Linked DNA regions of Zea mays: regions 1 and 3 are each linked to region 2. The links are chromatin contacts, called in public Hi-C maps. All regions are on one chromosome and are shown on one strand. Each heading gives the region's core, a stretch centred on a gene start, on an enhancer-like site or on the middle of the called end of the contact. The rest is flanking DNA. Distances are from core to core; before and after follow the strand shown. Region 1 holds the start of LOC100382180 (Transcription factor TCP8). Region 2 overlaps LOC100383886. Region 3 has its middle 72 kb from the start of LOC100382180.

Region 1 (3,640 bases), core at 601-3,100, 220 kb after region 2:
GCGGGAATGATAAGGTAACTCTTTACGAGAATCTTCACTAGGAGAATCTTTTTCTGTAAGTTCAATTCATACCCAAAATAAAAGTCGTTTTAGAAAATGTGACTAGATTCCATCTTCATCGTCCTGACATAAAAACTAAGAGTTGAAACGAAGGGAGTACGAGCTAGCAAGCGAGTTTTGACTCCATTTATCACTATCGATTTTAGAGCTGGAGTAATATTTTCAACAACACCAACGACATCATATCAAAAGAGAATAAGAACTCCACGGTCGCTCGGGTCGCTGCCACTAATTAAGACATGTGCTAGCTTCTAGCTTCTCTCCGGGGCTCAAACAGGTACAAATAATCTTACTCATTATGATACTATATTTGTTCTCGAATTAATATTTATCGCTCGCTAGTCTATTTTTTAACTAAACCGCGACAAACAGAAAAAAGAACGGAGGGAGTACGGTTTTATGGCTTCGCCATGGATCTTAGTTATATAGGGTTAATTCTATGATTCTAATATAGTTACGATTACACTCTATGCTTTGCCGTACCACATTCGAGTTCCAATCCGATCAGGGCTCACGATTTTAATTAACAACGACCTTGAGGCACAAGATACGATGCAAGGAAAGGTGTGGTGTGTGGAGGGCTACTGGAGCTAGCTAGCTAGCTAGCAAGCACTGGGTGATCAGAGCGACTCGATCTATCTCTGTACGTACTGGTGGCCGGCGGCCAGCTTATTAGCCTTAGGCATGTATGATTCAGAGCTGAGTGGAGCATCGTCTTGTGATTAACCCATGATGGTCCTTGGAAATGGAGACGGCAGGAGTAGCATGCCTTGCCTCACATCTCTATCTATCTATCTATCTATCTGTTTGAACGACTTTTGTGTGTGTTGTGTGTGAGAGAGAGAGAGGGGGAGAGGCAACAGGCAGCAGCAGCTCAGAAGCAGCAGCAGCAGGGGCTAGCAGTAGTGTAGTGTGAGAGTGAGTGTGGGAGCAGGGCAGGGCAGGGAGTGTGTGGAGGGAGGTGAGTGAAGAGACCTGGTTGGCGCTGTTGGGGATGAGCTGTCAGCAGCATTAGATGCTCCCCGCTCTGACACCCCGCACCTGCGATGTCTCCCCGCCGCATGGCTCCGCTGCCCCGCTCCCGTCTACCCGCGGATCACACATGACATGATACACATACACTAGTATAAATATAATACTCTACTCATCGAATTCAAGAAGCCGGAGGTGTGATATGGTTGTGGTGAGTGAATACTACCTCTCTGTCCAGCAGAAAAACTCGTTACTTTTCAATGCTTCTAATCTAAACATTAAAATCTAGCTCCGTTCTCGAATATTTACCGTCCCTCAGTTCATAACCACACAACAAATTAAAAAAAACGAAGAGAGTACCTCTCTGTCCGACAGAAGAAGAAAAATCCGATTCCGATTCTATCTATATTTTTTTAGATAATGGTTCTATCTATATATACCTACTCAAACTATCTACACCTTGGCGTTGTATATAAACTCGGTCAAAGTTAAGATGATCCAGGTTTAGTGTACTACTATTTTTGAATTGCATTATTACCGGCCGGAACGGAAGGCCAGAGAAGGAGGAGAACAAGAGGGGGGGCTTTCTAGCGTTTCTCAGGCGTGTCTCGGCGCAAAGGGAAAAGAAAGGGGCCGCTCTGCCCTCTTTAGCTCCTCTTTGGGCTCATCATTCCCAGGGCCAGGCCCCACGAGTGCTTATATTTCCCCTTTTTTTTCCAGAAACTGCTAATTACCCTCGCCGTCGCGCTGGCTCCGTCGCAGGCCAAATGGTCCCAATTGATTTGATCCTATTCATTTTTTCTTTTGTCTTAGACAATATAATTATTATATGAACCTGCCATATATATATATAAAAAAGGACAACAACATGCATGCATGCATGCATGCATGCATGCATGCACAATAACAATCTTAATTGTGAGCAGTTTTCATGAACTTTGCAGCATGCTAGTCTATCTATATAGAGAGAGAGATGATTATTGTGTTGGAACTGTGGAGTATGTAAATATATGTATGGAAGGGGAATGACATGAACATGACCGATGTGTGCTGTCACGGGATCGAGGGACGAGTGGAATCATGGAAAAAAGAGTAGTGCACGCAAGATGGAACTATGCATACATAGCAGCCTAGCACAGGCAGGGGCAGTATCTACAAAAAAAAAAAATAGGGTTGATGATGAGCAGGAGCTGCTAGCTAGCGACATAATTTAGTCCAGCTTGATTTTATTTTTCTGCCCGGTCGATCGAAATCATATATACCCCGGCCTCCCACGCAGCCAGCAAATAATTAGATAATCCAGCTCGATCTCTCCAAGCAAGCGCGTACGTACAAACTTTCCCTCTTAAATTCTCTTCTCTTCTCCTCTTCTCTATCAACGGGCCATGCACGCGTTCACACCAATGGATTGTTACGGATCCATATGCATGCTTTGCTGTGTGGGTTTGAAGTTGAACTCGACGAGTTGCCAGTCGGAAATGGCAGTGGAAACGCTCCACCACCAGAAAATGAGAAAAAAAAAGGTTGGGAGGAAGAGAAGCAACGAGGTTAGGGTATGTAGCTATAGGTCCCTGCCAGCCAGAGCAATGGCTTTTGCTTAGGAAATTAACCCATGACATAACCCAACAACACCCCCAACCCCACCCCTCTTTCTCTCTCTCTCTCTCTCACTCTCCTCAGTCATCACCATCCTCTCCCTCCCTCTGACCTCCCCGCTTCTCTCTCCACCACGTCCCTCTCTCTTTCTCTTTCGCCTCCCAGCCCCACACCTCTGATCTCCACTCCCCACACCCACATCCGCGTCTGCCACGCACGTGCAACGGTGCACACACGCCGCCGCCGCCGCGTCCTCTTCCGCTCCGCTCCCCTCCGTCCAACGCCGTCGCTCGTGCTGCATGAAGGCGCACACCACGCGGCCGGGAGAGAGCAAGCGTAGCTAGCTAGCTCCGAAGGGATCGGAGGTTCTTTTGCTCAAGGAAGACAGAAGCACGACGAGGCATGGACGCGCCGTCGAGCAGCACGAGCACGAGCACCAACAGCAGCAGGAGCGCCTCCGAGCAGCAGCATCATCACCAGCAGCAACAGCAGCGCTACCACCACCATCACCAAGCGGCGGGGCACCAGCCGTTCTACTACGCCGCTGCCAGCGCGGCCGGGATGGCGCAGTTCATGGGGTCGCGGGCCATCGCGCCCGCCGTCCCGGTGGATGTGCAGCTGGCGCAGCAGCAGCAGCAGTCGTCGGCGGCGGCGGCAGCAGCGCCTGCAGGATCGTCCGGCGCTGCTGCGGACAAGACGAAGGCCGTGGTGCCCGCGGCTGCTGCGGGGAGCAAACGGCCCACCAAGGACCGCCACACCAAGGTGGAGGGCCGCGGGCGCCGGATACGGATGCCGGCGCTGTGCGCGGCGCGGGTGTTCCAGCTCACGCGGGAGCTGGGCCACAAGACCGACGGCGAGACCATCGAGTGGCTGCTGCAGCAGGCCGAGCCCGCCATCGTCGCCGCCACCGGCACCGGGACCATCCCGGCGAACTTCTCCTCGCTCGCCGTCTCCCTCCGCTCCGCCGCCGGCGCGTCCCACCCGTCCTCCGCCTCCCGCGCCGTCGCCTTCC
Region 2 (3,750 bases), core at 199-2,698:
TCTTCTTTTTCACTTGTAAGGTGAGTTGAGAAGTTGACATTATCATCTTCCGACCAATTTGTGCTGATGAAATTTCCTATTTACTTCTATGTGCTCTTTAGACATGATCTATGTACATATATCGCTAGAATAATAGGCATCTTGAGGTCGAGAGTTCTGTTTTGAGGGATTGAAAATATAATCAGTACTTTGCACATTCGGTCAAGAAGCTACATTATGGCATATTGAGAAGCTGTGATTTTTTTTATCATCTTTACATGAGCTATGCCATTCCTGTGGATGCTAATATGGGTACCGCTTCATTTTGTTTTCATTGTAATACAGAGAAAGCAAGGATTGAGGCTCAGGTGAAGGCTGCTGAAGCAGCTGCACAACAAAAGTTTGAGGAAGAAATGAGGGTGAAGCGAGAGCAGGAAAGGGAAGCAGCACGGCTGGCAGTACGCATGGTACAACCTGCTTGCGGTTTTCTGACCTGCAAGTTTATATGCTTGATGGTATGAAGGGATAAATCTCCTCTTGTGCAGATGAAGAAGACTGTTGATATTGACAACAGTGACTTCCTAAAGGAGCTGGAGAACTTCAGCAAAACGTGGCAGTCGAATCCACCTGGCAAATTAATCGTGGATTTTATTGATGGGGACTTGCCACCGGGGTTAGGGAGCCCTCTGGAGAGGCTTGGCCTGTTCATGAAGAACGATCTCGAGGATGAGGTGGAACAGGAAGTCGAGGACAGCGCATCACCCTCGATGGACGTTGACATGAGGAAAGATTTAGCAGGGCATGAAATGCAAGACAGCATATCACCCGTGAAGGTCATTGGCACGAAGGATGACTTCCAGGGAGCGGACATTAACACGAGGAAAGATTTCCAGGAAGACGCAGCAGGGCATGAAATGCAAGACTGCATATCAGCCGTGAAGGTTATTGGCACGAAGGATGACTTCCAGGGAGCTGTAGGGCATGAAATGGCGAACAGCCTATCACCATCCACTTTCGTTGACACAAAGAAATATTCCGAAGGGACAGAACATGAGATGGTGGATAGCATATCGCCTTTGATGGATCCTAACACCGAGGAAGGGGAGATCAGCTGCTGACGTTAGCTACACTTGTCATCCACATCATTTGTTGAGTTCGTGAGGCAGACATCCTTGCTGGGTTGTTGGATTAGGCGACATCATAAGCAGAGTGACGAAGAAACGCTATTCCCCTCTGGTTGTGTCGTAGAACAATGTGGAGAACATGTGTCAGCCGAACTGAGTAGTGGTTTTGGCTTTGTTGCGGTTTTTTTTCCTGTCGTGGTCTTGTCAGTCGGGCACTCCGCTGTATGCTGGGTTACCTGAGCTCGTCAGCTGGATGACCTGTATAAAAACATGATGAAATTAGGGAGGGGTTAATTTAGTGCTAGTATATATTGTAGGTGTAGGACTGTAGGAGCTTATGGTGGAGCCGGCTGCAGCACACAAGCTATAGCATTGTTCTCAGATTTGGTCAGCGCGCCGTAGTACCTTGTTACTGTATTCATTCTAAAACTTGAATAAAATGATGCCAGTCGCACAAGTTACTGTAGGAGTAGCTATGACATGTTATTTGAAATACTGTGTTCGGTTTATTCGATGAAAGTGACGCTTCCTGAGTTCATTTCTTAAAATTTAGTGGAATAAGTTTATTTCTCATATTAGCAATAATTATATGCCTACGAGGAAAGGTGCGGTCATGTACGAACTCATCTTAACTATATATTTCTAAGAAATGAGGTGACGATAACTATCAGGTTTCATATATTTCTAACAGTGGGGCGGCCGAATCAAGCAGAGTCAGGCTAAGACATATTTTGTCCTTCAATAAAAGCTCAAGACAAAATTACTGAGTTTTTATACATTTCCTTATTATTAAACTTTGGTAATGAAAGATTTTATAGGAGCTCCTAACATCTTTGTCTACAGTAATTATTAAACTCTCATGTCTACAGTACACAGTCGATACCAAGTATAGGTTGGCCCGGCCCGGCACAACACTAGCACTATTAGGCACGACACTATTAGTAATCGTGTACAAGTTAAAGAAGAATGTGAGTTGGAGTCGAATCCAGATTATTGATATAGTAGATGATGATAGATTACCGGAGATCCTATCACTTTGACTGGTTTTTTTTTCTAATCTGACTAGAAGTCAGTAGCCCCCGAGCGTGAACCGTGAAGTCACAAGAGGTCGGTATAATTTCCCTGAAACAATAATAAGGAGCAATACGAGTAGTATTCTTTGCAGAAGAATATTTCATTATAAATAATATCTGTATGACCCGAATAAGTCATTCAGATAAACGAAAAACAATTCACATATTCAAATATGTGATAAATAAATAAAACCACTTACAACCCGTTTGGATGCCTAGAAATGAAATCTTTTCCAAGAAATAAATTCCAAGAAATGAAATATATAGAATTCAATCGACTAGAAAGTGATTCAATTCCATTATTTTTGTTTGGTTGTACAAGCAATTGAATTCCTAGAATTAAATTCTAGATGTTGTTTGGACACTTTGCACACGGAATTTGAATTTGAATACAAACAAGGATCTTTTGACTTTGCATCTGCTTAAAAATGAGCATGAACAATTTACAACTATCAGAAACTATTAAGTTCACAAATAACAGTTCCACAAAGGCAAGTCACACATAACAGTTTCACAAAGTCATCAAGTTCGCACATAAAAGTTCTACAATGACATCAAATCTTCACATAGTAGTTTCATAAAGCCATCAAGTTCGCACACAATAGTTTCACATAGCCATCAAGTTCGCACACAAAAGTTTCACAAAGACAAGTTCACACAATCAGTTCAACACATAGATCTAAGTTCACATATAAGTTGTTTCACTTCCTTAGCTGCATCATAAGCCACCTCTTCCTCCTTTCCATTGGGAGTGCCATCATCGACTCAAACTTGCGTGCATTAGAGGTGAGGATGTCATAAAAAGCTCAAGTTCTGTGTCTTCATCAAGTCCCTCAACCTCTTGTAATGCGGCGAGAACTTCGGCGGAAGAGGGTAGCTTTGGACCGTCATCTTTCAATGCAGATGTAAGCATGTCAAACTTATCACACTACATAGAGTTAAATGAATCATATGATCTTTGTCTTTTTAAACTACTCGAGAAAGATACATAATATGGAGCATCCTTGCCTCCGGTATCATTCTCTTTTGCCATTTCCTTTGAACTTTCAGCTGCTGTTTTAGTACCCTCTCTATTTGCTTGGTCTTTATTGTACACTAGGCTGAGTAGATCCCAAAACTTCACAACCTTATGTCTATATCCTTTTGCTTCCTTATTCCTCTACCAAAAAATTGTTACAAAGATACATCAACAAATAAACTTGGAATTGAAACATAAACTAAACTGCAAAAAATGGAATAAACTACTAGGCAACATTAGCATCTTGCCAGGCAGCAAATAGTTTTCTTTGTCCCGCGTTGCAGGCACCCACCTAGCTTAGCTAGCTCTTCTGCTCTGCGTGAATGTATGTATGACCACAAACAACCACGCCAAAGAAAGCAAAAAGAAAAGCAAGAAAGAGGATGGATGGTTCTGGTTGGCTAGCTAGCCTATAGCAGCAAAAAACTGAACTGCAAAAACTAAAGATTTTGTAGTGCAAAAATTGAACTACAAAAATTGAACTGCAAAAACTGAACAACAAAAATTTTCTTACCTCAACGTACTCATCCCATACAATGTCACTATCAACTTTGAG
Region 3 (3,386 bases), core at 15-2,514, 140 kb after region 2:
CCCTTTTATAGCCTGAGAGAGGGGTCGGTTAGCGGTGGCTTCCCCAAGGAGCCATCAGGCAAGGGTAAAACCAAGTGTTCTACCCGAGGCAAAGCCACATGTGCTCGTGGGCCCAGGGTCGCCTGACTGTCTTTTATTCTTTCTGGCGGATGATGCAGGAAGTGTGGGTCCAAGCGCCATCATTTGGGCTATGGCGACCCCAGGTCTTCGTAGCATGGGGCTCAGCGCGGCTCGTCGTGTTGTGCCCTGCTAGCGACCTGTGCACTCTGGCCTAGTCCCGATAGGTCATGAGCGCGTCATAGGCTGAGGGGCGCGCAGGTTATAAATGTGTTGTAGTCCGTAGGTCATAAGAGGGAGGCAGACCAACGCCTCTGCTGTAGCTCGACGCCAGACACCGTTTAATGCAGCTAGTCATTTATGACGGGTCGGTCTTGGGCTAGACGCGGGATCCTCGAGTGGATTCCTTTCGGCACGCCCCGTCCTCTGTCAAGTTCTGCCACGCCTAAACCGGGCTCAATGCTCACTGACCGATGGACTCTAGAGACCGAGGATCGTATCCCCGACACAAGGTAAAATTGTCTTGTGCCAAGATTTTTTTATTTTCTTATATTTATCTTTTATGTTTGTTTCGGTCCTTTATTATTATTATTCATAGGCCTTAGGGGGTGTTTGGTTTTAGAGACTAATTTTTAGTCCCTCCAATTTATTCCACTTTAGTCACTAAATTGTCAAATATGAAAACTAAAATAGAGTTATAGTTTCCATATTTTGCAATTTATATACTAAAGTGGAATAAAATGGAGGGACTAAAAATTAGTCCCTAGTAACCAAACACTACCTTAGTGTGTGTGGCATTACTGAAAACTGATCCACATGTCACTTTGAAGTTGAAAACTACAATTTCCACGAGATTTCAAGATTTTGCTTGCACATTTGCTGCATATAGGTACACGGATAGCGGCACGCGTCAAGTCGTGTTCAGGCAGGCACACGTGCGAGCTGATACTTGAGTGCAGCCGAGCTCTCACTGACAGAGCCACTCTGCATGCACACGCAGAGGAATCTTGATGGGCTCTTTTTTTGTTTTTGTTTTTGTTTTTGTTTTTGTTTTTGTGTGCGTATGGTATGGGCATGGATGAGCTATATAGCCATATGCATGCCTGTTATGAGATCGAGAGGGAGCTGCTTCTCGTACGCTAGCTGTCGACGAGGCATGATACATGCTTGGCCGGGGTCCATATACAAACTACTACGTACTATGCGACGTGCCGCTTTTACGCGATGAATGAGTACTATTATGCTACAATGAGCTACGCGCCACGCGGATGCATATGTACTAGCTGATTGCAATTCTCTTCTCAACAGAGGATTGGCCACCTGACCTGATCTGACACATGAGAAAAGCGACCTGACGTGGACAGGAAATTAGAATTCTTCCACAATGGGATTTGAAGAAAAAAAATGATGTATACGCCGCATTGTTTTGTACTTTGGCCGAGCTCTTTTTGCACATTATATTTTGAGGACTTTAAAGAATGAACTAACAGCAAAGTCGTGGATCGCATCATGCAGAACCTATAATTTTTAGGTTTTCCCCCATTCGAGTCGATATAAAAAGGTTACAGTTTTTTATAAGTCATAATCTATGATGCTATTTGGTTGACAAAATGTAACGTAAATAACAATAATAATGATTCACACTACTCGAGTACTAGTGGTAATAAATTTGAATATAATGTGCCAGTATTTCTAGTGTAATATCCGATTACGATGGTACTTAAGAAAATATGATTTAGCATTACCAGTTATCTATTACGTTATAAATATAGGAACCAAACAATATCTAGGTATTAGTGCCAACACAGGATACCAGGTGGGACAGACGGAGGCCCATCCTTATCTATTTTCATTTTTACCGGTACTAGTAACTGCTCGCGCCACGCGTGAGTCTTTCATTGATAAATCTACACAGTTAGAAAATCGCTATTATAGATATATAGGAGCAGCAGTATATTTGAGACGGACACATATAGAAGTAAGTGGAAATATACATGCATCAAAGCAACAACAAATTGGTCTTAATGAGCACAAAATAATGACGTTCTGAAGCTACGCAGTTAAAAAAGAATCAAATCAGATTTGTGATATTTATCTTGGGGACTGGTAACAAAGGAATACAACAATATGTATGCACATAAATATATATATACGCAGATACATCATTCAAAGCTGCAGATTGATGATCTTAAATGTAACATAATTAAAACTTATAGTTTTTCTATGTATATTAGATGCATTTGAGGTTAACTTATTATTATCGATAGTTTGAATAGAAAATATATAAATTAAAAAGGTGCATAGCTAAAAAAGTATAAAGGAATATGCTAATTATATTTTTTTCTTAAAAAGGATGAACTATAAAAAAAATAGCTGTGTTATTTACGTGTAGTGGACCGATATGTGTGGAATTAGTAACTAAACAGGTTAACATCAAGATGAGTCGGTGCATAGTCAATTAAGGGCTTGTTCGTTTCGCTGTTAATTTATATAAATTGGATGGTATTGAGTCGGTTTAAATCCATTGCAAGTTAAAATCCATCCTAATTCATTCCAATATACACCAATCCACATGGAATTGAAATAACCGAACAAGGCCTAAAAATGGAAAGAGGGACATACATTAATTAACTATGTCTATTGCGCTGAAAGCAGCATGCAAAATCAGACATAACAGAGATTGTTAATTACGTGGTAATCTATATAAACCAAATTAAAGTTGCGTATGTATAAGATATGCATACGCAGGCAAACAGAACGTACTGAAACTATGAGCCCTTGTTTAAACATTTTTATCTGAATGTGGCAATTGAGCAAATGTATTCTGCAACCTTTTTACATTGTTTTCTCAGTTTCCACATTGTGCCCAAGGCATTGACACTGGACAAACGGGCAAGCTAGTTTGTTATATTCCTACACAGGCGCTTGTCAGTGTGACATGTTATATTAAAAATAACATCTAAAAATATCGGATATAATTGCATTTCAATTCTCTTGGGTCCAAAGATTTCAGAATCAGATGAAGACAAAGAAAGTGATGTATTTCATGTGGATCAATTAATTTGGTACTGAAGATGTAAGTACAGAAGTCCCGAATGCTATTGTGCGCCCTGGTATCGTGCAAGCAATTTTCCCGCCGGATAAGGGCAAGTGGACTTCTTGTTGTTGCTAAGGTATTGAATTGTGAGTTTTACATAATTTTTGTAAACAAAAACCTGGCACTTAAGAATATTTTTATGAAATTTGCACGTACAATATAAACTTATGCTGAACTCTCCCCCTTTTCTGTATTTCTTCTGTCATGTACGGCCGCCCCTACGTCAGGCAAC

Evidence for each region. Hi-C and Micro-C count contacts between places; a contact is called where the count stands out from the background.
Region 1: a Hi-C map of ear shows a contact between it and region 2, with 3 times the contacts expected there. The contact joins the promoter of LOC100382180 here to the enhancer-like site in region 2. A contact is called at or near these places in 12 of 25 Hi-C or Micro-C datasets (bundle sheath, ear, endosperm and 4 more).
Region 3: a Hi-C map of ear shows a contact between it and region 2, with 3 times the contacts expected there. The contact joins two enhancer-like sites. A contact is called at or near these places in 2 of 25 Hi-C or Micro-C datasets (ear and leaf).

Annotation. Positions count from the first base shown.
Region 1 is chr4:211,248,826-211,252,465 of Zm-B73-REFERENCE-NAM-5.0, reverse strand. LOC100382180 (Transcription factor TCP8) reads left to right here and starts at 1,850. Exons shown (of 1, transcript XM_034059840.1): 1 at 1,850-3,640. The coding sequence starts at 3,031.
Region 2 is chr4:211,465,124-211,468,873 of Zm-B73-REFERENCE-NAM-5.0, reverse strand. It overlaps LOC100383886, which reads left to right. Exons shown (of 10, transcript NM_001346823.1): 9 at 325-446; 10 at 525-1,569. The coding sequence ends at 1,097. Among protein-coding and RNA genes, the nearest start is that of LOC111591370, 11 kb to the left of the region's middle. Within about 2 kb of position 1,448, at least 9 of the 20 cell types and tissues checked have an H3K27ac peak or open chromatin away from gene starts, as enhancers often do. A contact at or near this core is called in ear, where this site is marked.
Region 3 is chr4:211,321,304-211,324,689 of Zm-B73-REFERENCE-NAM-5.0, reverse strand. No RefSeq gene overlaps it. Among protein-coding and RNA genes, the nearest start is that of LOC100382180, 72 kb to the right of the region's middle. Within about 2 kb of position 1,264, at least 14 of the 20 cell types and tissues checked have an H3K27ac peak or open chromatin away from gene starts, as enhancers often do. A contact at or near this core is called in ear, where this site is marked.